7 separate regions of the Mus musculus genome follow, and regions 2, 3, 4, 5, 6 and 7 are each linked to region 1. The links are chromatin contacts, called in public ChIA-PET, HiChIP or PLAC-seq, Micro-C, capture Hi-C and promoter capture Hi-C maps. All regions are on one chromosome and are shown on one strand. The core of a region is the stretch at or near the end of the contact, and the rest is flanking DNA. Distances in the headings are between cores, read along the strand shown.

Region 1 (3,375 bases), core at 485-2,984:
CATTTTCTCACATTACACTTGTACACATCTTGTTTTCAAAGCAAGTTTTCACGATGAACTGCAGGTATTGGGCTTCCACGCTGGAAAAAGGATTATAAAGTCATCTCTACATTGCTACTTGCTCTATCTCACAAGGTTACTGTGAAATGAGATAACTGATGGGAAAGTTCTTTGGCAGCAGTAAAGTCTTACACAACCATATAGAACACTTACTCAAAAAGTAGATTTTGGTCACATTAACAAATTGAGACTCTTGTAATCTTGGTTACCCAAAGTCAGTCTCTGCACAGAAATAGAAACAGTGGTCTATTCAAATGTTATCTTTTAAATCTCTCTCCAGAGGCTGCTTCCCGGGTCTCTGGTTTTCCTAGGTGTCCCGGTGTATTATCTGGTGTTATCTGCACTTTCGCTTTTCAAAGGAAAAACAACTGTCAGATGACTACGGCACAAGACATTTACTTCCCATTACGAAGAAAAGCCACTGCCATGAAAATTCTTTTGTTAAGCTTGTTTCCAAAACGGTAACTGACCTTTTTCTCCCATTAAATATCAGTTAAATTACTTGCCATTTGATATTCAATCTCACACATTGTTTCCTGATGGGATCTGTATTATTGACAGCGTGGATAATTTGAAAAATATTAAAGCCTCTAAGACTTATGTAGTGCAGTCATCTGATACTTGGGCTTGCTGCAAAATTTGACACTGTTTCCCTTTTACTATTACTGTACAACTGAGTTCTCGGCCATACAGCCAAGTTTGTCTGATATGTGACATTTGGCCTAGTTACATGCGAAAGTTTCCATAGCGCATTATGGAAGACAAAACAATATCTTCTTCAAATACAATTCCACGGCTGAATTTAACCATTGAGCTAAGCTTCTATATATCTGACAATTCTAAAAAGTTACTGTACCAGCAACAGGTACTGCAATCAGAAAGAAACAAAGCATGCAATCACAAACAAACACACACACACACACACACACACACACACACAGCTACCGTTTTCCATTTGCAAGAAACTCCTTTTCAGTAACAGGTGTAAGAAGGGAAAGAAAATTCGACAGTAAGTTCTACCGCAAGTCCTCCTCGAGTCTGGTCAGTAGTAACCCTAACCACTTCGGTTTCGCATTTCTCCTTCGATAACACTAAGGTCGCTCGGCAAGAGAACTGCACAGCTCCAATTTTAGTTTCCAAGAAGCCTGACAGACCGCCAGCCTGCCCACTCGCTCCTCCAGCCTCCTCAGTGCTCCGCAGGTTGGCCGAACGCGCGACAGTCTGCACAAAGCCACCCGAGGGCTGCGGATCACAGGGAGACAGCAGCTCCCGGCCGGGCCCCGGAGGCCTGCGGTGAGGTCGCAGCCCGGGCAGCGTGCGGACCGACAGCCTCCCGAGGCCGCCGTGCTGGGGCTGGGGACGCGGCGCGTGGCGCGGGCGGGGCATAAACAGCCTAGCGAAGAGGGCAGGGGACCGCACGCCCCGCCCGAGGCCGCGACCCCTCGGGGGCCCGCGACGCCTCACCTGAACGCGCAGTCCGGGTCGCGGGCGTCTCGTCCCGGCGCGCCTAATCCGCTCCGCTTGCTGAAGAGCTTCTGGAACAGGGTGGGGGCCATGCTGGCCGCCGCAAGACTGGGGTCGCTCGGCTGGGAGCTCGCAGGAGGCCCCCCGCTCCTACCGCCACCCCGCCACCCCCATGGGCGCCTCAGTCATATGACAGAAATTAGTCACTTCAAACGGCCACGGCGCGCGGGGCGGAGCGCGAGATTGAGGTCGCGGCGATTGGCTGGCGACGAGCCGTATCACGTGGCAGCAAACTGAGCGGGGGGCGGGGTGGGGGTGGGGAGGCGGGGCCGCCTGCCATTGGCTGGCTCACGGGTCCGTCACGCGGCCTCTCACGGGGCGGGGCGTGCGAGGGCGCGCGCGGCTGGGTGGCAAGAGAAAGCCTCTGGGACCCAGGCCCGCCTCTGACCCTCCCAAACTGCTAGGGCTCTAGGAGGAGACCTAGGTCTGTGACTTGAGGTGCGGTTTCCATTGACGCCCGCACTTAGTCTCTAGGAAGATCTAGCGACTGGGGGCTCAGGCTCGATCTCCTTGGTAACCAAAAAGATCACAAGCAAAACCAAGAGAGGCAAGCAGCCGTAAAAAAAAAAAAAAAAAAAAAAAAAAAAAAAAGACATCTATCTAAAAATATCTAACCCTTTATGCTAAGTATTTAGAATTTGAAAGACTGCGGTTAAAGAGCTCAGTAGTTAGAGGCCCTGGGTTTGATCCTCATCACCAAACAAGAAGTTTAGCAAAATGTCTAAGAGAGACAATCAGAACTTCCATGAAACAAAGCTGTATATCTTTAATATCTGGGTATGAGGAAAGGAGGAACTGTAACATTGTTACCAAATGGCAAGACTGCTCTCAAAACGGAAAATACAGCTCACGAACATCCTTCCAGTCTTATCAAACCATCAGTGTTCAGATCAAATTCGTCATCCGTTTACCAGGATGAGGGATTTCGTACAGTGGAATGAAGTTCTCTGAGAAATGTGGATGAATGTGGGGAAATACTGGTGTATGTTTGCAAGGGTAGACAAAGACGCTTGAGAATTTCACTTAGCTAGACATAGGAACCAAATCTTTAAGAAGTTGTCAGCTGATCTGCAGTTGAAAAAAAATAAATAAGTAGCCCTTATTTACATGGGAAAAAGAAAAAATGCCGGGCAGTGGTGGCACACGTCTTTAATCCCAGTACTTGGGAGGCAGAGGCAGGCAGATTTCTGAGTTCAAGGTCAGCCTGGTCTACAGAGTGAGTTCCAGGACAGCCAGGGCTACACAGAAAGATCCTGTCTCGAAAAAACAAAACAAGAAAACAAAACAAAAGAATAAAAGAAAAATTAGCAGGATATTTTTATATCGTTAATAATTTATCACTGGTCAGCATGTTGAGCTGTTACAACATGTTACAAAGTCTCATGTTACAAGACTTTTTTATATTTATTGAGACAGGGTCTCTTGCTGGCCTGGAGCTCACCAAGTAGTGTAGGATGACCTTTCTGCTTCATCTTCTTTGACAGCACAAGAATCACAACCTTGCATTCCTTTGCCCATCCTTGAAGTAGATTCTGGGAATGGAATGCAGGTCTTCTTGTTCACACAGCAAGCACTTCATCTCCAGAGCTGCCTTCTGAAGGTGTTGGAGGAGGAGGGAGAAGTCTCCAGTTCACTCTCCTGTCTCCACCGCTCCAGTACACAAGACATTTAAAAAGCACTAATTATAGATAACTAAAACGAGAATTTGCAGCCAAGCAGTGGTGGCATACACTCTTAATCTCAACACTCTGGAGGCAGAAGAGGGTGGATCTCTGTGAGTTTGAGACTAGC
Region 2 (3,645 bases), core at 877-3,376, 670 kb after region 1:
TTATGTACAGGTCAGAGGCCAACCTCCTACCATGAGAGGACTCTAGGGATCAAAGTTAGGCCTTCAGGCTCACTGGAAGGTGGTGCCTTTACCTGCTGAGCAAGCTCACCAGCCCCAAGATCCAGGAGGCTCTTACCACCACCACTCTTGTTACTGCTGGTTAACTGTATACTATTTCAATCAAGTTGGTTCAAGTTGGTCTTGGGTTTCACACTTTTTACATGACTTTGTAATCTACCTTAAAGTGCCTCAGTTTCCTTACGCGAGACCCATCTCACAGGATTACTATGCCGGTTAAAATGCACAATTTGGTAACATATCAAAAAAGGTGCCAAGCACATATTAATTATCACCAATGCTACTGCTGCTGCTATACTGCCATGCATGCCAGCTGTGGCTTCTTGGGTCTCCTACGTAACTAGTCCCGTTCCTAACCACTATCGACTGCTTTTCTGTCTGTCTTGTCTATCCAACTGGAGCCATGTAAGACTTATGTATACAGTGTTTCTCTTGGAAGAGAGAGGAACCCAGGCTCTGCAGAAGCTGAGAAGTTTTGGTGCTGAGGACTGTACCACTAGGAGGGTGAGCTGGCCACAGCTTCAGGAAGGAAGAAGCAGGAGGCAGAAGTCAGACCTTGCACGTTCTGGCATGCAGCACCCACTGGGAAATACATTTTCCTGCTCTCTTAACGTTCACTCATGAAATTTGGCGCCCCAAGAGAACATGCATTAAACAGTGGCAGGAATACGCAGGATAACACTCACTTTATTGATCCAGATCAGCCCTGGGATTTGGTTGGAATTAATCTGCATCTCTAGCCAGGGTCTCATCCGCATTCGAGTGATTGGCATGGTGGCTGGAGGGAAAAGACAGAGGCCTGTGTTTGGAGTCTGTTAAACAACCCTGGGCACTGCCCTGCTCCACCCAAGGCCGCTCGCTCAATTACCTTCTCCTGTCCTCACACCCAGGTCATTACCCTCCCCCACTCTCCTGCCATCAGCCAGGTACCCAGGTCATAGATTAGGGACCCTGAAGTAGAATGAAACTCTCCAGCATCATGGGCAAAGCCACCTGCCCATTCTTTTCAGTCTCTCCCAGTCAGTCTCAGGAATAAACAACCAAGCAAGTCTGGATGGATGGATGGTTGCAGGATATATGTGCAAAAAAAAAAAAAAAGCCAAAAGACAGACATCTCAATGACAGAACTTTTCTCTCAAAATTCAATCTTTGGAAGAAGGAAGGGACTACTTTTGCTTGTCACCCCCAGCCCTGCACCTTCCAGGCTGTGCAAGCAAGCAAGTCAACCTCCATCTCGGGCACTTCTACCCACCCACTCCAATCCAGTCTATGTCCCCTCTTGACAGCCAGTGCCCACAACATACAGGCTGGGGCGCAACCCCTTCCGGCCTGGTTTCCCCTGCTGTTAAGAGAAGTGGCGCAAGCAACACCTGTGGCACCTCCTCCCGAAAGCCCAGTAGTTCACGACCCGGTCCAGCCAGTCAAGGCAGCGAGCCAACCTCTGCACCGAACACTGCGCGTCCGAAAGCAAGAGCTGGGAGCCAAGCTGCGACCGCCAAAAGTGCGCGCAGGCGGACATCCGAGTCCCCCGGCGCTGCTCGCGGGTGCGCGCGACGGCCACTCTGGGCTACCAAGAGGCCCCGCAGCGGCTCCGCGCACGCAGACCGCCGAGCGCGGCCAGAGGGCGGTGCACGCCGCGGCCCGCCTCCCGCCCGCTTGCAGCGCCCTCCCGAGCCAGCGCGCCACCGCGACCCAGGGTGTCTCTGGCCCCCACTTCCTGGTGTCCCGTGCGCCTTTTGTTCCACGGCACCCGTCGGTGCCCGCGCAGCTCCGGCGAGCTCACCTTTGCTGCAGGAGCGATTCGCAGAGGGTGCCGGAGAGCGAGGCACGGAGTTGCGGTGTAGGTACGCGATGCGCGCACGAAGCGAAAGATGCCCGAGATGCTGGGGTCCCTCTGGCCACCTCGGCTGACCTCGGCGCAACTCGGCCCGGTTCGGTTCGGTTCGGTTCGGTTCGGTTCGGCTTAGACTGTGAAAGCACGTCCTACCTCGACGAAGGAGTGGTGCGCACTGGCGAGTCCGCGGCGCCGCGAAGAAATCTAAACACTTAGCGGGATTCCCCGGCCCGGACTCGGCCACGCCCCCGCCGCGCCGCTCCTGCGCGCCCATTGGCCCACTCGGCCTCATCATTTCGGGGAAATCAGGCTGTTGTAGAGCTAAGCGGCGAAGGGGAAGTACAAGGCAGCTGTGCTCCCCACCCCCTCGGGCCCGCGCCACCGCCCCGGGGCTACCGCGGGCCCGCCCCTTGCTCCACTCCACTCCCCTGCCCCCTTGCCTGTCTTGGAAAGCCGAGACCGTCCCCCTCTTTCTGCAGACTCCCAGCCTGCTGGCTCCTATGATGGTCTTCCCCTTCTCCACGGGAGACACCTAACTCCCTATGTCTCTAGAACACCTGATTCCCTCTCCAGAAGGGTCCCCGGGACTAAATCACCCTCAAAATCAGTCTGGTAATGAAGTGTCAAGAAGGGAGAGATTATGTCCCTGTACCGCCTTACTTGCCACTTGGCTGCTCTGGGAAATTGAGGCAGAAGGCCTAACTTGGAAATACGGGGCAGTAGGAACTCCCAGCCTGGACTCTGCAGGGCCAGCCGTTGAAGGACTCAAGGACTCCGTAACCATAAAATGTCAATAGCTCACTTGCTAGTCTGAAGTGATGGGGGAACACCTTGTCCTTATGGGGAGAGATGATGTGTTTGCTTACATGGGCACAAGATGCGGGTGTGCTTTCCTGTGCCACACGAGGTTCTAGCTAGCGGTGACCAAGGCGACCCTTATTCCTTGGGACTACCTAACACCAAAGAAGTGGATAAAATTCCGAAGTGGCCGTGGTTCCTTCTATGACACCTACTTCAGCTCTCCATCCTCGACGTAGCCCTAGGGAGAGAGTTCCTCTCTGATAGTCTTGAAGTCATTTCTGAGTCCCCAAAGCCTGGCTCTGGAGAAGTTCTGGGCAGCATAGGGAAATTGTGGCTAAGGGGGGACCCAGGTCCCAAGGGGATGGCAAGGGCAGCGGGTTAACTGGTGTTCACGAGTAAACCTTGCCAGTTTGTTCTTTCTCTTAGCGGCTGGGCTAGTGTATACATGTTCCATCTCCGAACTCTGGCCCCTCAGGCTTCTTCATTCGCTTCCTCGCAGCTTCTGACTCACAAGTACATCAGTCCTCTACCGTGTCATTCTCTTGTGTCACCTTCCTCACCCTAGCTGTCCGTCTAGGACAGCACCCAGTTTGAATGTTGCAAGCTGTAATACACACATCAATGGACGATTGTACCTGTAACGTCACTGCCTCATAGACGAGCTAGGAGATTCAAGGTGGCAGGAGGATTTGGAAGGAGGAATTGAGACTCTAGAATAAATACGGAGGTATTTGAAGTCGCAAATTAAGAGAATCACTAGAGACCAGGGCCTTCTGATCACATGACTCTGAATCTGACACCTGCTCTCTGTGCAACAGATGTATACTTGCTCTGTGGAGACACTCTGACCAGCCAATGGAAAATTCAAAATGAGATTAGGGAGAGAAACTTTGTAACTCTTGAAGCCCACAGAGACCCTACTGAAAGCAACC
Region 3 (3,542 bases), core at 728-3,227, 920 kb after region 1:
AGCTGTACAATGTGGACGCTCAGCTGGCCCCCTGATGATACCTCTGGCGACGGTGCGACCAAGGCAAACACATTTTCTGCAGCCATCTCATACCCAGCTGGGTATTTACTGAGTCCTTATCATGTCCTGACACTATCCACACAACTCTATGAGGCAGATACGCTTTTCTCTTACTCTGTAGATGAGAACACGGAGGGTTAAACAGCTTGCAAGAGGTCCCATGACCAACAAGTGGTATCTCTAGGAATCCTCTCGGGCCACTGATGCTGGCTGCTTTACACATACTCTCATCCGGCAAGATCAACTGCTAGACAAACCTCTGACCTCAATACAGAACAGACACACCTTCTGGTCGGCTAAGCACAGAAAACACAGCGTCAGACAGGCACACACACACACACACACACACACACACACACACACACCCCTTTTGGTCTCCATCCACTAGGCAGGTTTATAAGGACTCAGCTGTTTTCCTGCAGTACATAAATTCCATTTTACGTACTGCATTTCACGCCGCGGGAGTGAAGTGGACCTTGGTTTGGCCCAGCCTCTGCATCTGTTACCCATGAAGTCAAACTTACTTAACAGACACACAGCCCCCTCCCCAAGGGGCACAGAACACACCAGTCTACACATTATGAAAGCTCCTGCTTTGTTATGCATATTCGCAAAGACCAACAAATGTATTTTCAGATTAAAGAAGAAATTTGCATATATAAATTCAGATGACAGTATTTATAGCAAAATTACATAAGTCCTGGCTCCCTTATTTAGCCCCAGAACCAATTCGTTATCGGTCACACATTCAGAATTCTCCCTCCCTCCAACAGCCCTGGGCCCTCCTCCACCTCCTCCCTCTCTTCCCCTCCTCCCCTTCCAGTCGACCAGGGCCTCACATGCTGGCAAGAGGACACAGCTTCCTTCACCGTCACAGCCTAGCCTCCCAGACACACCCAAATCCAGCCTTAGACACCAAGAGTGCAGACAACCCCCAAAAGGCCTCCCTCCGCATGCTATAGCCTGGCTCAAGTCCACAGACACCCCCCTTAGGACCACCAAGGGGCGTCAGCCTAGAGAGAGGCAGGTCCAGACTGGGGCCCAAACAAACACTCAATGGTTTGGATCTGGAATCACTTCAGCTCCTGGGAATGGCTGCCGCAGAGCCAGAGCCAACCACTGAGGCCCTGGACCTGTCTGGAGTCGCACCCAGGATCCAGGTTCCCGGGAGGGCAGTGGAGGAGATGAGCAGCGAGCCTGGGTTCTTCCAACCCAAAGTCTGCAACTCCCCTGAGCTCTTTCTGGAATGTGTGTGTGTGCTGGGGGGTAGAAAAATCCCTGGATCCCTGGGGCTCCATCCTCACTCTTTGCACCCAGATAACAGCACCTGCGCGGCAAAGGCAAGTACCCAGAGGTGCAGGAACACCCTGGGAGAGAAGAGTCGGGGGCGTCCGGGATCCTCCCCTCTGGACACGAGTCTTGTCTTCACACCTGCCCCGATCAGCCCAGATCTTGGCTTCTTCCCGCGAAAGAGCTCACATCGCGCGAAGCCCAACACTCTGAGACACCCTCCCGGGGTTAGCTCCCGGGTCCCGGGGTTCGAGGCCCCGCCGCGCGGTGCTGACAGCCCGCCTCGCGCCCCCTCCCGTGCCCCTGCGCGCCACAGGCCTCACCGAGACGCGTTCCAAGTCGGTGGCCGCCATGGCGAGCTGCGCACCGGGCGGGCGGGTTGCGGGGAACGCCGGGGCCGCGGCGGGGATGAGCCGGCTGCGGGACGCGCTCCGCCCGGGCGGCTGCGGCTGAATGGATCCAATATGGCCACTTCCTGGAAACTCCCCTTGGCGGCGGCGGCGGCGGGAGAAGCCGCGGAGCCGGCCCCGCCCCCGCCCGCGGGACCGGCCTCCCTACCCGGCTCGGCCCCAGCACAGCGCACTCCCCGCGGCTGGGACCGACGGGGGTCTCCGCGGCTTGGCAGGAGGTACTAGCTGCGGGTGCTGCTGGGACTTGTAGTCTGTGAGGTGGGGGGCCCGGACTGCCACGTCTGGGGGACCCGGGCCTCTCCGAGGCCTGCTGAGTGTCCCTTGGAAGCCAGATTAGTGCATAGCACAGAGGGGTGCTACGTGTGCCCTGGGAGTTCTGCCTCCAAGCTGACTGTCTCTACAGGAACCTGCAAACGCACTGGGACCACCGATCGGATGGTTCATGCGCTGCAGGTCCGAGAGAGATCCCTCAGCCTCTTCTGCCTGTGCCATAGGTCCCACCTGATGCTCTAAGCTGGAGCTAGGGCGGGAGCCCTGGGCTGGACCGGTGCATCCTGCCAGGCAGCCTTTGGCTCCTTGCGCAATGATGAACCGGAGAAAGATGCAGTTTGGGAAGCGGACTCGACATCTATGCGCAGCATACTGCTAGTGATCCTCACCCTGCTTGTCCCACGAGTTTGGAGTTATGGCATTATGCAGAGAGGAACTTGGTTCTCACAGTACGCACATCTTCGCCAACCATACCACTCAAAAAAAAACCTACACAAACGTCTCAAGAGGCTCCGTAAACTTTTTCAGTGACTACAAGATCTAGCTCGCCCCGTCTTCTTTTCCCTGCCTTTCCCTAAGGTCTCCCTGATAGTAAGGCAAACTTTGCCTCTGTCCCTCCACTACCCACGAATGTGCATCCCACCCCCAATATCTTCTTGAGAAACAACCCTGTCCTCCCCTCAGTGGAAACGTATGCCTGCTGGAGGTATCTGGAGACCACATCTGGACTTGGCACACCCCGTGCTGTGGAACACTTCCTGTCCCCTCCATAGAGTCAGTCTCTCTCTCTCTCTCTCTCTCTCTCTCTCTCTCTCTCTCTCTCTCTGAAGAGAGAAGAAGCTTTTCCCTTCTTTCTTTACAAACCATGTCTTGTCTCCAAGGTACCCAGCTGAAGTATCTTGGAGTTCTTAACAGTGTTTTTATTTTGTTGGATGCTCCACCGTGCTGTTGTTCCTTGTACGTTCTCTGACAAGAAATGTGGCCCCGTGCAGCTCAGTTTGGTAGAGTGCTTGCTCGCTAGCGTGCAGGAAGCCCTGAGTTCTGTCCCCAGCACTGCATAAGCCAGATGTGAGGGGCACATTTATAATCCTAGTATTTGGAAGTTAGAGGCAGGACAGTTCAGAGTTCTAGTCATCCTCCATTATAAAACAAAATGGAGGCCAGTCTGGTGACCCCCCCCCAAAGAAAGAAACAAGACACCCCCCAAACAAACAAGCAAACAAACACCTGGGGTCACAGCACAGTGGTTAGAGTGGGGAGGTGGATTAGTGATGAACTTTCCTGTTTGAATCACATCCCACACCCAGCTTCTTAACCTTACTATGAAAGCTACTCTTCTGATGGCGTGTATCCATGAGCCAGCAAGGTGGCTCAGCGGGTAAAGTTGCTTGCCACCCAATCTGATGGCCTGAGTTCAATCCCTGGGATCTACACAATGGAGAGAACTGGGTCCCTCAAGTCTCTGAAAATGAAGAAAAACAAGCAAGGGGCTTTAAATTGTGATTGGAACCC
Region 4 (3,856 bases), core at 1,199-3,698, 600 kb before region 1:
AGAAATGGCACAGAGTTAGACACAGCATTCACATAGCTGTGGATGCTCTAAACCCTCATCCCTCCGTTACTCAACACCCCGCAGCAGTTCCCCAAGGACTCCAGCCCTGCACCAGGTGATCCCTCCTCCATCTCTGCCTCTTGCTGGCTCAACACCCTGAACCCCTCTGGTCTCCAAACACTATCTTTGTTCCCACCACTGTTTCCTTGGCTTGGACACTTCCAACACATGTCTGCTCAGTTCTGCTGACTTGCTCTCCTCTGCGTCGTTCTCTAACCTCTCTGATTTAGCCTTTGCTAAGCACCCTACTAAGTACTACATCTATCCACCAGCAACTGTCCCTTTTCTTGTCCACAGTTTTTGGCCCTGTTCACATGTTGTCACGTTTGCCATGGCTTTGTTATCTATCCCCTCTGGGCTGGGATGCAGGTTCTATGACAACTGAGATATTAGTTTGTTGATAAACCTTCTGAAATAGGGCCCAGCACATAGCAGGTGCTGAATAAATAATTATAACCATCTAATTGACGAAACCCTGGGATTAGATATGACAACATAGTTAAAGGATATACAGGGATGACAGGATGGCTCCGCAGGTAAGGAAGTTTGCCCCCAAACCTGACAACCTGCGTTCTATTACCAGAACCTACATGGGGGAAGGAGAGGGCCAAGTCCTGCAAGTTATCGTCTGACCTCTGTATGGATGCGATGATAGCACTTGTGCACAAAAGTGAGTATATGTGCATGTGCACACTTGTACCCACACACGTGCACCCACACATGTGCACACAAGTATGTTAATTTAAAACAAGGGTGGAATATTGAACCTTATGACTGATGGAAAATGCCCAGTGAATGACAGCAGTTACAACTGTGTGCAGGGAGACCACGGACCCCATCTTGTCAGGCAGGGCCAGCCCTCTTCTGTTTTCTTCCCCAACCTATTTATTTATTTGATTTTTTTCTGAGAGAGTCGCCCAGGCTGTCCTTGAACTTGCTATGTGGTTGAAGATGGCCTTGAACTTCTGATGCTTCTGAGTGCTGGGATTACAGGTATGAACCCGTAATTCTGATTTCATGTGGTACTGGCTATCCAACCCAGGGCTTCGTGCATGCCAAACACTCTACAAACTGAGCCACAACCCCCAGACCATTATTATTGCATGTTTTCTGAGACAGTCTCGTGTAGCCCAGGCTGGCCTTGATGCCAGTGATGACCTTGAATTCCGGATCCTCCTGCTCCAGCCTCTCAGTGCTGGGATGCAGGCTCTGCTGATAATCTGCTCCTCTCAAAAGTTGTAATGGCATCATTCTCGTTCTGAAGGTGACACTGCCCCACTTGCTTTGCCCCAAGTGCTTCCTCCACCTTAGCCCCAGGCTTCCCATAGAGAAATCTAAACCTCTGTCTATTGGCAGGTCCCAAGGGTGGGGCTGGGCAGCAGAGCTCACCTGTTCAGTTTGCTCTAGCTTGCACCAGAGGTTCAGTAAGTGTTCTTTGGGTGAAATGAAAAACAAACAAGCAACAAACAAACGGAGGACAATTTTCCAACTAGATCTTGGAAGATGCTTACTACTCTCTGAACGAGTGACAGATTCTGGAGATAATATTTTTTAAACTTTTAACTTTTAAAAATTACATTTTCTTTATTGAAGTGCAAAAAATATGTGCGAGCCCCCTGTAGGGCAGCAAGCACCTTGGCCTTCTGAGGCAGCTAGTTGGCTCCTGAGGATGACCCTTTAAAGAAACTCAAGGAACTTATTAACAAACAGAAGTCTGCTGTCCGCTGTGGCCACCAGGCAGTGGGGGCGGGGTGGGGGCGGGGGTTGGGGGTTGAGGGAGATTTCTCTATCAAAGCTGGGCTATCTGTTTTCCAGAGGTTGTACCGCTTTTCCACACAGACCTGGATGACAACTTCTGGTCCTCCTATCACTCCCTCTTCAACCAGAACCCACTCCCCAAGGCCAAATCTAAATTAGATTTCCAACCCCACAATCTGCAAGCTGAGTGACCCTGGGCGAGGCGCGGTCTTCTCTGGTCTTTCCTTCCTTGCAAAGTAGGTGACTACGCCTGTGACCCGATAGGGCAGGAAGGCGTGAAATCTGATCAGTCAGGTAAGGTCTCAACTTCAATTTTGGCAAGCTTCAAATTTCTCAACAAAGCTTTGGTGAGTAGCAGGAATGTTGGAGAATGTGTCCAGAACAGGACATTAATTTGACTTCTATTTCTGGGTGGCAGCGTGACCTTTGCCAAATCCCCTACCCTCTGGAGGTGACGTCAGGGCTGGGGTCAGAAACGACCCAGGTAAGAGGTGGCAGGTTTCCCCCGAGGGCGCCCTCCCCCATGCCCTTCCCCTGCAGCCGGTGACACCCAAACTCCAAAAAAGAAGCACTCGGGGTGGGGCTGGACAGGGCGGGGCGGGCAGCGAGCGAATCCGATTGGCCCCTGCGCGCCACGTGTCCCCCTCCACCGTGCGCCCAGCCTGCGCTGCGGCTGCTGCTAGGCTAACGGGCTTCGAGCTGCGTCTGTCCATACGCCCTGATCTGAGGCCTCCCTAGCGCGGTGAGTGTGCAGAGTCGCTGCGGGACACGGGGTCCAGGACTGAAGGGACCTGGTCGGGTCCATGCTGGTGTGCGGTCACCCCGGGGTGTCGCGGCTGGGTGTGTCCCGGGAGGGAACCCAAAGTGCTGGCGCTGGTTGACAGCACCCTGAGGGGGGAGGGGAGCTGGTGCCCCCCGCCCGGCCCCGCCGAGGGTGTGGTCCAAGACCCAGGAGCCTAATTGTCTAAAGTAGTGGAAAAACTTGGTGACCCTCGCGGGAGGCTGTGAGTTACTCAACTTGGAGAGCTTGAGGAATTGAACAGTCTGCTGAGCACCAGACGGTTCGTGGTGTGGTCCGGGAGAAAGGCTCCCTGATGCGGGTCAGAGGAAGGACCTGCTGTCTTTCCGGAGATGCTCACCTTTCCGGGAGCCGCAGAGGCTCTTAGCAAGATGCAGAGGTCCCACTCTGAATTTTGCTTCTCCTAAGCCAACCCGGCTCCTTCCCAGTTTTTCAGGGTCTTAGTTAGATGCTTCCTACTGACCTCGAATCCAGATCCCACCACCAACTTGCAGTGTGGCCTTGAGCCAGCCGCCTTTCCCTCTCTGAGCCCCCATCTCACAAGTGTTGATAACCCCCGCTTTCAGTCCTATGAAAGTGGGTTTGATTTGGCTGCTGGTTGGGGAATCTTGAGTACAGGTGTGGTCGATGAAACTCTCCTTTAGAGAGAATCTGGCTTCTGCTTCCCCCCACCCCCGCCCCACTCCCGCCCCACCCCCTTTTGTCTAAACTCTGGTGGGTCTTACTAGACACTTCCAAATTTGGGCATATGGCTCCAGGATTTGTAGGGGATCCTGGTGTTCCCTTAGAATCTGCCCTCCATTTCACCTCACCTGGCCAGATCACATCTTGAAGCTGCTGAGCCCACCTCTCCGACAGAATAGCTTGACTCTCCAGCCTTTCTTATCCCCCGGGAACTATTTCAGCCCCTGTATGCCCTGATGTTCTGGCTGCAGGCCCTAAGCCCTGCAGGAAGACCCTGGGCAATCCTCTCCCATATCCATGAGTTGCAGCTTGCCTGGGACACTTGGAAGGACTTCTTTTCTCTCTGGGCCCTTGTTCCCCATAGTGGTCTGCTGAGGTGGCCGCCACTTCCGGTGCCCCCCCCCCCCCCCCCCCCCCGCCAATTCAACTGTTCTCAGATTTGGGAGTGGGGTGTGGCTGGGCATGGAGGGAAGGAGAAGGCCTTCATCCCCTTGCAGCTGTGACTGTCGCTCACCATGTCCCTTTACTTCCTGTCCTTTGTTTGTGAGCCTCTCT
Region 5 (3,513 bases), core at 917-3,416, 700 kb before region 1:
GCTGGGATGTAGCTCAAAGGTAGAGCACCTGCCTAGCACACATGAAGTTCTGGGTTCAATTCCCAGTACCAGAAAACAAACAACAAACAAAAACCCACAGCAGGAGCCGGGCGTGGTGGCGCATGCCTTTAATCCCAGCACTCGGGAGGCAGAGGCAGGTGGATCTCTGAGTTCGAGGCCAGCCTGGTCTACAAAGTGAGTTCCAGGACAGCCAAGGCTATACAGAGAAACTCTGTCTCAAAAAAAAAAAAAAAAGAAAAAAAAAAAAAAAAAAAAAAACCCACAGCAGGAAGAATGAAGTTCTGGGTTCAATTCCCAGTACCAGAAAACAAACAACAAACAAAAACCCACAGCAGGAAGAATGACGTAATTTTTCAAATTTAAGAGCTGTAATTGAGTTCAATGCATAGGCTTGCCTGGATCCAACTTTATAGTGGGTGTGGGAGGAGGTATGTGAATAAAGGGAGAGCCTAAACCCCAGGACAACAGACCTTTGTTTCCAGTGTATTGAAAGAGAAACAAAGTGTCACTGCCTTTGTCCTCTGCCCAATGACTCTCTTCTGGAGGAAGAAATCACACAGACACACCATGGTGACAGTTTATAAGAAGACCAGCCTGGACTCTCCAAAATGACCTGATGAAAAACCAGTGCAAATGCAAAAAATGTGCAAAAATATTCCACATGGAAAAAAAAAAGACAAAAGAGGTACAGCCAAACACAACATAAAGCTTTGGAAAATTTTTAACAAAAAAAAAATAAAAGTTAAGTCAGATACAGTGGCAAACCTGCAATCCCAGCACTTAGAAGGTAGAGGCAGCAGAATTAATAATTCAGGGGCAGTCTGGGCTATATATGAAGTTTAAAGCTAGCCTTGGCTATGTGAGACTATGCCCTCCCCCTCAAAGAAAGAGATATTTGTAAAATAATTAAAATATATAAATTACATATTTGTTGTTAGTTGATTTCTGACTATTAAGAACTAAGAGAAATATGCCTATGGTATTTCAAGTAGATATTTCATGACTTCGGAAATTATCATTGAAATGAACTGAATTGAACTGAGTACTTTTGGGGAGTGTGGGGTGTGTGTGTGTGTGTGTGTGTGTGTGTGTGTGTGTTGTGACTATAATACCCAGAATGCAATTCAAGGCCAAAGGTAACTACAAATGAATTTCATTAGAGTAAATGGATGTGGGTGGTTGTGGTAACACCAGCACTATCAGAGTAGAGGCAAGAAAATCAGGTTTTCAAGGTCACACTGGCTTTGTGGTAACACCAGCACTATCAGAGTAGAGGCAAGAAAATCAGGTTTTCAAGGTCACACTGGCTATCTGGCTAATCAGAGGCCAGCCTGGGCACCACAAGGCCCTATCTCAAAAAACTAACTCTCCAAAGCCAGAGTTTATGGCTGTTAATTTCTCTTGTACAACCAACTTTTTCTGTGGGTCAGACATTTCTCAAAATAAAACCATCAGAAATAATTGTTTTGAAAAGGAAATCAAAAAAAAAAGGGGTGGGGGGCTGGAGAGATGCCTCAGCGGTTAAGAGCACTGACTGTTCTTCCAAAGGTCCTGAGTTCAATTCCCAGCAACCACATGGTGGCTCACAACCATCTATAATGAGATCTGACACCCTCTTCCGGGGTGTCTGAAGACAGCTACAGTGTACTCACATATAACAAATAAATAAATCTTTTTTTAAAAAATAGAAAAAAGAAAGAAGAAAAGAAAAGAAAATGAGATCCATCCTAAACAGTAACTTATTTCCCTTGTCCTTGTCTTCCTTCCCAGGTACGTTGTGAGCTTCCTGCTGATCGTCACTCAGCTGGGCTTCTGCAGCGTGTACTTCATGTTTCTGGCGGACAACTTACAACAGGTAAAGAGGGGTCTTCTGGGCAGAGTGGGTGGGAGGAGAGCAGACCTCCCGATGCTGGGGCTGTTAGTGTCTGCCCATATTAGACCACAGTTGAGACCAGAGCAAAGCCAAAGCCCCTAACCTTTAGGCTGGAAAGCATCTCAAGTTGTCACATCCAAGATATCTAACGAGCGGTCACGTTCCCCTCATCTCGTTCCTAATGCAGGCAAGTCAGACAGAGCCTTCTTTTACAACAGCTTTGTGAGACAGAGGAGCACACCCAGCCAGACAGGAAGAACAGTGTGCCTTGTAACAGAGGGACTGTTTGAGCAGAGGATGCTCAATGCTCAGCCCCGCCCCGCTTCACCCACAAAGTCTAAAAAGGATGTGCTAATGTAACAGAAACTCCTTTCTAGTCATGTGAGCGGGGAAACCACCACTTCACAGGGAAGAAGAGATTGTCTAGCAGACAGAAAGAGCCTTGTGCCTTTGGGCTTCAGGATGCTCAATGTTTCCCATCGTCAGAATCACACGCACTACAGTAAGGCGGTTAGGTTTGCCCAGTAAAATGCAGGACACCCAAAACCAGACACAGAGGTTCACATCCATAACACCAACATTTGGAAAACAGAAGCAGAATGATCAAAAGTTCAAGGTCATTCTCAGCTATGCGGCAAGGCTGAGGCCAACTCTGAAGGATATGCGAGACCCTGTCTAAAGTGCTTGTCTGCTTGTCTTGCCAGCCCAAGGGCCTGGGTACCATCTCCCAGGATCCCCATATTTAAAAAAAAAAAAAAAAAAAAAAAAAAAAAAAAGCCAGGTTTGGGCTAGAGAGATGGCTCAGCAGTTAAGAGAACCAAGTGCTCTTCCAAGGGTCCTGAGTTCAATTTCCACCAACTATATGGTAGTTCACAACTATTTATCTGAAGTGGGATTCGATGCCCTCTTCTGGTGTGTCTGACTACAGTGTACTCTCATACATAAAATAAATACATAAATCTAAAAGAAAAAAAAAAAAACCTAGGCTTTCTGGCCTGCAGCTGTAATTCAGTGCTGAGGAGGCAGAAGCAGACGGATACCTGCAGCTCACTGGAGGGCCAGCCTAGCCTAACTTGCCCAGTACCAGGCTAATGAGAGACCCTCTCTCAAAAGCAAGGAGGGCCACATCTGAGGAACATTACTGATTTTGTCCTCTGGAGCCCCCAGCACCACACACATGAGTGCAGAGACACAGAGAAGACACGTATTGATGCAGCTGTAGCGATGGCTCAGCAGTTAAAAGCACTTGTTGCTCTTTCGGAGGATATAGACCTGGGTTCGGTTCTCAGCACCCACATGGTGGCTCAAAGCCATCTGAAACTCCAGCTCCAGGGGACCTGACTTCCTTTTTTGGCCTCTTCCAGGACTGGGCATGTACATGATGTATAGGCAAACATTTCATACAAATAAAATTAAGTAAATCTAAAAATGTCTTAAGGATTCACTTATTTTATGTGCATGAATGTTTTGCCTGCATAAATATATGTGCACTACAGACTCATGAGAGTCAGAGGAAGGTATTGGCACTCCTGGAACTGTGAGCCACAGTGTGGGTACTGGGAATGAAACTCATGTCCTCTGTAAGAGCAACCAGTGTTTTTTAGCCACTGAGCCATCCC
Region 6 (3,861 bases), core at 578-3,077, 640 kb before region 1:
CAGCCCTGTTCCCCGCCCCATCTGTCCATCAGGATGTAACACTCTCAGCTATCGCTCCAGTGCCTTTAAATGCTCCCTGCCATGATAATGGACTAAGCTCCTGAAACTGTAAGAAGCCCACCCCACCCCACCCCCCAGTTAAATGCTTTCTGTTTTTAAGAGTTGCCTTACTCATAGTGCCTCTTCATAACAATAAAACAGTGACTAAGACACAGGGTTTCATTATGTAGTCCAGGCTTGCCTGGAACTCACAGTGACCCCCTGCTTCAGCTTTCTTGCTGTTTGAACTACAAATATAAGCCCTCATGCCCAGCTCAATATTGTTTTCTGCTCTTTGGAGGGTCATTGCCTTGAATGTGTTATTCATTGCACTGGGTCTCTTTCTTCAATACAACTTTCAGAGAGTTTGTGACCCTGACACGGATTTTCTAACCTGTGCCCAGTACTCTGGAGCGCTGACTTTCAAAGCTGTTATCGCCTTCCCACGTGCAGCTCCCAGTGAGCACTCCAAGAAGATAGAAAGGAGTCTCTTGTCCTAGATTCTGACCCTATTGTCCCCATTCCCACTGCATCTGGCAAGCTTGCAGTGTCTGTCCTGAGGAGAGAAGACTATGTCACACAGATCTTGTGAGCTGGGGAAAGCTATTGGCCCAGCCTTGTGGAAAGCTTACAATGAAAGTGGGTGTCATTTATTTGCAGGGGTGTTACAAAAGCCAGGTTTGGGGGAGCATTTGACCTGGGCTCTGGGCCTTGCTACCAGCATTGTCCCTCTCTGAAGTATACTTTTATTTCATTTATTCATTTGTTTATTGAAGAGGGGAGAGTGAGTGTGTGTGCACACATGTGTGCACATGGCCTACATATGGAGATCAGAGGACAAATTTCAGGAGTTGGCTCTCTTTTTCCTGGGAATTGAATTTAGGTCATCAGCTTAGTAGCAAGCACCTTTACTCACTGAGATAATTTTAATTCATTTTCTTTTGAGACAAGGGCTCACTCTGTAGCCTAGACTGACCTCCAACTTGTGGTTGTCCTTTTGCCTCAGGCTCCTGGAACTGCAAATTGATTGGCCTTTTCAGCTCAGGAAATGTAGATTTAGTTATGAATGGGTAATGCAGTGTGTGAGCCTTGGCATGCATGTTCCTTTTCTCCTTCCACCAAGTGGGGCCTGGGGATGGAGCTCAAGTCGGCATCACAGGCAACTGCCTTTCCCACTGAGCCTGCAGCTGGCTTGTTCTTTTGGTTGCTTGCTTGGTTAGTTTTGTTTTTGAGATAAGCTCTTACTTACTCTGTAGCCTCTTCCTGAAACTCCAGCCTCAGCCTCCTAAGTGCTGGGTCTATAGGCACTCACCCTCAGTGCCTTCAGAGGTTAAAAGGCCCATGTGCTGGAGCCGGACAGGCATCTTTGAGCCACCCGATGTGGGTGTCTGGAGTTGAACCATAGTTCCCTGGAAGGGCAGAAAAATACTCTTAACTGCTAAGATCTCTCTCCAACCCCGTTCCCTTTGTATGACAGGTTATCATGTAGCCCTGCCTGGTCTTAAACCCCCTATATATATCAGACTGTCCTCGAACTTGTGATCCTCCTGCCTCCACCTCCTCAGAACTGGGATTACAGACGTGTGCCACAACGCCTGGTTTAATTGTTTTCGTTCTTTTCCCTCTCAGCTCTTTCTCATCAGAGGGTCCTGAGAACCATCTGTGGCTCCTGGGGATCTCTCCTGCCCCGGCCTCAGGTACTTCTGGCGTGGAGCGCCGCTGGCACCTGCCCTGGCCCGGCCCCGGCTCGGCCGGGGCCCCGCGCAGGCCCTGCTCTTCCGGCATTTAAGGCGCGCAGCCGGCGCGGCTGCAGCTCCGGGCGGTTGAGAGTCACAGCCAGCGGGACGCGCGAAGCAGGATGGGCTGCAGGCAAAGCCGGCACAGCCGCGGCAAGCGCGCAGAGAAGGTACCGGGAGCCCGCACACGGAGGTCTGCTTGGGGGGCGCTCAGAGGGACAGCAGAGGACACCAGATGGACAGCAGTGGGGGGGGCAGTCATGGAGATTGGGGTGCGGGGGTGGGGGTGCTCTGTCTCCGCCCGACCCGGCAATCAGAAGCCGAGTTAACACACTCAGTCCCAGACAAACTGCAGCTGACCCTGCTGTCCCCGCGGGGAGGTGACTGGTGTGTCCGTGGCAGGTGGCCTTCAGTGTGGGGCTGTCACTGTGTAGTAGAGGACAGAGTTCTTAACCTCTCTGCGCCTTGAGCTAAGGTCTAAGGCCGGCAATCTCTGATAGGTCCACAGCCGGACAGCACCAGCATCACCTGAGACCTGTTGGAAACCTCAACTCCCTGGTCTGCCCAAGGGCTGCTAGACACAGGCTGCCTCTTAACGAGTTTCGCCTGGGATCACTGCACCCTTTAGAGCCTAGGAAGCGGGTCAGGGCTTCCTGCGGGAACTGAGCGGTGCGTGGGCTGCCCTTAGGGTAGCTGGGAGGAGCCAAAGTGGGAGTTGATTTGTAGTCTCCTGCAGCTCTCTCCTCCTTCCTGTCCCTCCCGCCCCAGAGCCCTGAAGCTGGGTTAGAGCCCAAGAGACTGACTCAGGTTTCTGCCCCTTGAGGTCTGAGAAACGTCAGGAGGTCAGAGCCTAGATTCAGGGCCAAATCCACTGAGGACAGCCGGGGGCCCAGAGAAGGAAACAGGCACTCTAGAGTCCTAGTCGTTTTTTCCTGTCTGCCAGTCTCTCCACCCCTTGTGGGGATGGACAGCCCGTGAACTTCATCAGTCCCCACTGTGAAAATGATTAATTTTGCAAGGAACTTCAGCTCATTAGTCTTCCTGTTACCTCTGTTTATCTACCCCTAACTTTGTCAATGTGTGTGTGTGTGTGTGTGTGTGTGTGTGTGTGTTCTCTGAACCCTCCCCTGCACTTGGACTAACTTTTCATTGTTTTATTTTTCTCCCCATCCCCACTTTTGGAGACAGGGTCTGGTGTAGCCCAGGCTGTCCTAAACTTAATGTGTAGCCAAAGCTGGCCTTGCACTGCTAATTCACCTGCCTCTCCAATGCTGGGATTACCAGCCTCCCCACCACAGCAGGCTGGATGTTTTTGTTCAGATTTTTTAGACAAGCTCTCAATATGTAGCCTAGATTGGCCCCAAACTTTCAATTTTACTTAGCCTCCCTAATGTTGAAATTATAGGCCTGGGCTACCATACCTGGCTTCTAAGGGCTTCTTGATAACTGCAAAGCCCTTCACCTTTGCTGCCTCAAAGGGCCTCCATGTCTGCCTTGGGCCTGTGCAGCTTCGTTGGGTTCTTTTGCTCACGGTGCCTGTGAGCTGGATAGTGGGCTGCTTTTTGGCTAAGTTCCCACCTGTTCCTAACCCTCCTGGTTGGTGCTTTTTGCTTAATTTCCAATGCGGGTGTCAAGTCGTGAGCACCCGGTATATCTACACAGTCTGCCAATACCCCTGGGAGATAGAACTCTAGAATAGAGGTTCAGGAGGTCACAAGAGTCAGACCACAATAATGACACTCCCTAAATATTTTCACTTCCTGTTCTGTGCCAGGAAGGTCCTGGGGACCAGGTTGAGCTGTAGAATGAAGCTTCCACGCATTACAGGTGTGGCCCCTAAGGCTCAGAGAGGCTATGAGAGCCGAATGGTAGGATGGCTGCTCAGAGGCAGCTAGGGGGCTGGAGAGGTGCCTTAGTAGTTGAGAGCCTTGGCTGTTCTCCCAGAGGACCCAAGTTCAATTTCCAATACCCACATGGCAGCTCAAAACTATCTGAAATTTCAGTACCATGAGATCCAACACCTTCTGGTCTCTGTGCAGCCAGCATGCACGTGGCAAGCAAAACACCTATATATATACAAATTTTT
Region 7 (3,577 bases), core at 386-2,885, 730 kb after region 1:
TTCCCCCTTCCCTTTTCTCCCTTCAGCCCTCTCATGTTCTGTCTCCCCTTTACTCTCTCTCAAATTCATGGCCTCTTTGTTATTTTACACACACACAAACAACCTACCGAGCCAGTTAGTGTTACTTGTACACATATGATTTCAGGGCTAACCACTTGGTATTGGATAACCAACTCCTCCCCAGAAAAGACCACCTCTTCTCTTCTCAGCAGTTAATTCCATTGTAGTTCTCTATGGGCTCCCTTTCCATGTCAGCATGTCTACTGATGCTGTCCTTGTTCAGGTCTTGTTTAGGCAGCCATATTGCTATGGTATCATGTGTGAAATTTTCTGTCATTTCTAGGAGACACAATCTCACAGGTTTCCTGGACCTCTGGTTCTTACAATCTCTTCACCCCCTCTTCTGACATGTTCTGTGAGCCTAGGTCCAAGAGTTGTGCTGTTGATCTATGAATCAGGGCTGGGCACGCCAGGCCAGCCTTTTATTTTTGTATGAGACAGGGTCTCACTCTTAGTCCACACTTAACAGTGAAAGGCATCCTCCTGCCTCAGTCACTCACCTGAGTGCAGGAATTACAGGTTTGAGCCTCCATAGCCAGCCCCTTTCTACCTAATTCCTACCTTGTGACCTTGTTGACAGGAGCGGACTTTCTTCCTACTTATAAGAACCCTGTCTTGGAACAGCATCTGGTTTTGGGTCCACAAACTTTTGGTCTTAAACTCCTTTTGCACTTTTAAATACTGCTGAGGGTGGAGGCATTGTATATGTTACTAATAGTTCAGTGGCAAAACTTTAAAAAAAGCCTACACACACATATATACTTTGTGTATTGCCTGCATGTATTACAGCATGTCTATGCCTGGAACTCAGGGAGGTCAGAAGAGGGTGTTAGATCCCCTGGAACTGGAATTACAGATGGTTGGGGCCACCATGTGGGTGCTGGGAATTGAACCCCGACAATCTGCAAGAGCAAGTGCTCTTAACCACTGAGCCACCTCTCCAGCTCACAAAACCATTAGCTCTGCAAGGATCTCAACACAAGCCTATGTAAGCATTAACTAGCAACATTTACAGCTTAGTAGAAATGAAAACTGATTTATTCTAAAGGAAAAATATATACAAGAGTGCAGTCTATTGTAATGGCAGCACCACAGTCACGTGATCAAGAGAAACTACTCGCCACTATAAAGTGAAAAACCAAAAAAAAAAAAAAAAATAATAATAATAATAAAAAGTGACAGTGAAAAACGCTGTTAAACAGTACTGTCCGTACAGTAGATGTCATTAACAAACCACTAACTGGGGTCTCCGACTGCACCCCAGCCTACCCATGCGGTCCAGGGATCCAAATGTGGACGTAAAGTATGGTCTTCGCTACTTAAGATGGGCTAGGAGGCTCTGTAATAGCGACGCTTGGAAGACTGAGGCAGGAGAATCGCAAGTTCGAGCCTACAGAGCTAGACCCGATCTCAAAACGTCAAAGCAAACAGTGATAGGTGGCAGCTGCCTCCCTGCCCAACTTCTAAAAGACAACAGCTACTCGTCCTGCTCGTGTTGCTTAGGACTCCCACTTCCCGGCATGCCCCGGGCGTGCGAGAGGCGTGGACAAGTACGCGCCCGCCCCCACGTGACCCCAGGTCGTGCGAGGCGGGAATGTGCGAGCTTACGGTTGCTGGCTCGCTTGGCTTTTCTGGGCTGTGCAGACCCTAACCGGCCCGCGCCCTCCCGGGAAACCGAAGCCCGCGGGGCCGGAAGTGCTCTCGCCACCGGAGCTCCTGCTCGCAGCGCGTGTTCGGAACTTTTGGGTCCTCTCGCGGCGTTCCTTCCCGGCTTGCCCAGCTTCCGCCTTGAGGTTAAAACTCGCCCCTGGCACTGAGTAAAGGAACGTGGTGCAAACATGTCCCGGATCGAAAAGATGAGCATTCTGGGCGTGCGAAGTTTTGGGATAGAGGATAAAGATAAGCAGATTATCTCTTTCTTCAGCCCCCTCACAATTTTGGTTGGACCCAATGGGGCGGGGAAGACGGTAAGTCCTGAGGCGAGGGCCCCAGAAGGTGTTTAGGGCGTCGCCCTGCGCGCTGCGTGGGCCTCGGGGACCTCAGAGCCGGTCCGGCCCAGCAACTCGGAGTGTCGGAAGCCCACGCGTGCGCTCCGCTCTGGCATCTCGTTCCCGGGGAAGGCCGGCTGCGCCCCTGCTTCCCAGCCCCGCCCCCTAGTTCCGGAAGCGTAGCAGACTCTCGCCACCTACCTGTGCCCAACTGGGACCTCCCAAAAGCCCCTCCAAAAAGCTTTTTTTTTAAATATGAGAGATAGGTAACCTAGAGTTGCAAAACATGTCTACTGGTAAAACATAACGATGGAAAAAAAAAGACTTATTGTGGACATGAAGCTGATAGAGTAGCCCTAACGCTGGAAAATTATTTTATTACTTCTGAAGATTTGGGCAATGCGTTGTGACACACTCGTTTAATCCTAGATTGGCAGAGACATGCCCATTTCTATGAGTTTGAGGCCAGTTTGATCTACACAATAAGTTGCAAGATAGCCAGAAATACCAACTTGGATGTTGAATGTCAGGAGGTGGACTTTTATGTGGAAATGTTACTTGACATTGTACCAGGTCTGTTCTTAGCCTTGATCTCCTGGAAGGAAGACATAATAAAGCGCTTATAATCACTAGCTACATGTATACATATTTTTTGCTATTATTTAATTTATTTATTTTGGACACAGCATCCCACATAGCTTAGGCTGACCTGATCTTCTTGTCCACCAAATGCTAGAATTGTAGATACACACCTCCACACCTGGCTGTGAATGAATATTTGTCATAAACTACTGTGGTTCTCATCACTAAATAACACACAACTTGCTCTTTTTTTAGACCATCATTGAATGTCTAAAGTATATTTGTACTGGAGATTTCCCTCCTGGAACCAAAGGAAATACATTTGTTCATGATCCCAAGGTAATGGTGTCTGTAAAGTTTTGTATTTTAAGAATTAAATTTTTATAATTCTAAAAGTAGTGGTTGCTTATTGTAGAGGACCTTAGAGTGGAAAGTATGCAGAGAAGATGGTCACCTGCAGTGGACGCACCCAGTGATAACCATTGTTGGCATTTTTATTTTCCTATGTACTGTTTAACCCAGCAGAGATCATAGTCCTATCTAATGGTACATTTCGGGGTTTTCCCCCCAGAGCACTGTCATACAGTGTGAAGTTATTAAAGCACAATAGGGCTGACAAGAGCAGGTAAACACATTTGCTGGTCACGCCAGGGTCAAACTTAAGAAGGGTGAGGGGAGAATTGACTCCACAATGAGTTCTCTGACCTTGTGTCATGCACAGACATTCGCGTGTACATACACACATACACACACACACACACACACACACACACACCTCTAATAATAATAACAAATAATAAAAGGAAGTTTTGAAGAAGAAAGCAAAACCACTATAATGATTTCTTAATCTTGGTGTATGGGATGTTTCAATCTTTAGACTTTTTTTTTTTTAATTTAGCTGGAGTCTTTTAGTTGAAATTTGTGATGCTATATAAAATCATTAATAG

The links. Promoter capture Hi-C pulls out the DNA fragments that hold promoters and counts their contacts. A called contact is a pair of places that touch in the nucleus more often than the background predicts. ChIA-PET counts read pairs in DNA pulled down with a chosen protein or histone mark. HiChIP or PLAC-seq counts read pairs in DNA pulled down with a chosen protein or histone mark. Capture Hi-C pulls out chosen DNA fragments and counts their contacts.
Region 2: a contact with region 1 is called in a Micro-C map of embryonic stem cells, with 5 times the contacts expected there. The contact joins the promoter of Irf1 here to the promoter of Fnip1 in region 1. A contact is called at or near these places in 1 of 39 promoter capture datasets (hippocampal neurons), 1 of 484 Hi-C or Micro-C datasets (embryonic stem cells) and 6 of 115 datasets of contacts at active chromatin or transcription factors (bone marrow-derived macrophages, embryonic limb bud, embryonic stem cells and 2 more).
Region 3: a capture Hi-C map of embryonic stem cells shows a contact between it and region 1, with 5 times the contacts expected there. The contact joins the promoter of Septin8 here to the promoter of Fnip1 in region 1. A contact is called at or near these places in 1 of 484 Hi-C or Micro-C datasets (embryonic stem cells), 1 of 115 datasets of contacts at active chromatin or transcription factors (embryonic stem cells) and 1 of 9 other capture datasets (embryonic stem cells).
Region 4: a contact with region 1 is called in a promoter capture Hi-C map of pre-B cells, with 5 times the contacts expected there. The contact joins the promoter of Anxa6 here to the promoter of Fnip1 in region 1. A contact is called at or near these places in 1 of 39 promoter capture datasets (pre-B cells), 1 of 484 Hi-C or Micro-C datasets (hematopoietic stem and progenitor cells) and 3 of 115 datasets of contacts at active chromatin or transcription factors (large pre-B cells, memory CD8 T cells and thymic regulatory T cells).
Region 5: a contact with region 1 is called in an RNA polymerase II ChIA-PET map of memory CD8 T cells, with 13 read pairs. The contact joins the promoter of Slc36a3os here to the promoter of Fnip1 in region 1. A contact is called at or near these places in 4 of 115 datasets of contacts at active chromatin or transcription factors (the 230-238 cell line, memory CD8 T cells, regulatory T cells and 1 more).
Region 6: a contact with region 1 is called in a promoter capture Hi-C map of pre-B cells. The contact joins the promoter of Ccdc69 here to the promoter of Fnip1 in region 1. A contact is called at or near these places in 2 of 39 promoter capture datasets (liver and pre-B cells) and 2 of 115 datasets of contacts at active chromatin or transcription factors (large pre-B cells and memory CD8 T cells).
Region 7: a contact with region 1 is called in an H3K27ac HiChIP or PLAC-seq map of cardiomyocytes, with 7 times the contacts expected there. The contact joins the promoter of Rad50 here to the promoter of Fnip1 in region 1. A contact is called at or near these places in 2 of 39 promoter capture datasets (hippocampal neurons and liver), 5 of 115 datasets of contacts at active chromatin or transcription factors (astrocytes, bone marrow-derived macrophages, cardiomyocytes and 2 more) and 1 of 9 other capture datasets (liver).

Annotation. Positions count from the first base shown.
Region 1 is chr11:54,436,538-54,439,912 of GRCm38.p6, reverse strand. It overlaps Fnip1 (folliculin interacting protein 1), which reads right to left and starts at 1,734. Exons shown (of 18, transcript NM_173753.4): 1 at 1,525-1,734. The coding sequence starts at 1,616. It overlaps LOC115487771 (a long non-coding RNA gene), which reads right to left and starts at 1,518. Exons shown (of 2, transcript XR_003949675.1): 1 at 1,006-1,518; 2 at 1-282.
Region 2 is chr11:53,768,495-53,772,139 of GRCm38.p6, reverse strand. Irf1 (interferon regulatory factor 1) reads right to left here and starts at 2,126. Exons shown (of 10, transcript NM_008390.2): 1 at 1,862-2,126; 2 at 765-856. The coding sequence starts at 851.
Region 3 is chr11:53,518,171-53,521,712 of GRCm38.p6, reverse strand. It overlaps Septin8 (septin 8), which reads right to left and starts at 1,977. Exons shown (of 10, transcript NM_001347496.1): 1 at 1,674-1,977. The coding sequence starts at 1,703.
Region 4 is chr11:55,032,063-55,035,918 of GRCm38.p6, reverse strand. Anxa6 (annexin A6) reads left to right here and starts at 2,448. Exons shown (of 26, transcript NM_013472.5): 1 at 2,448-2,560.
Region 5 is chr11:55,135,652-55,139,164 of GRCm38.p6, reverse strand. Slc36a3os (solute carrier family 36 (proton/amino acid symporter), member 3, opposite strand) reads right to left here and starts at 2,166. Exons shown (of 2, transcript NR_167707.1): 1 at 1,998-2,166. Slc36a3 (solute carrier family 36 (proton/amino acid symporter), member 3) reads left to right here. Exons shown (of 11, transcript NM_172258.4): 6 at 1,792-1,876.
Region 6 is chr11:55,076,097-55,079,957 of GRCm38.p6, reverse strand. Ccdc69 (coiled-coil domain containing 69) reads left to right here and starts at 1,827. Exons shown (of 7, transcript NM_177471.4): 1 at 1,827-1,945. The coding sequence starts at 1,898.
Region 7 is chr11:53,705,377-53,708,953 of GRCm38.p6, reverse strand. Rad50 (RAD50 double strand break repair protein) reads left to right here and starts at 1,635. Exons shown (of 25, transcript NM_009012.2): 1 at 1,635-2,027; 2 at 2,886-2,969. The coding sequence starts at 1,899.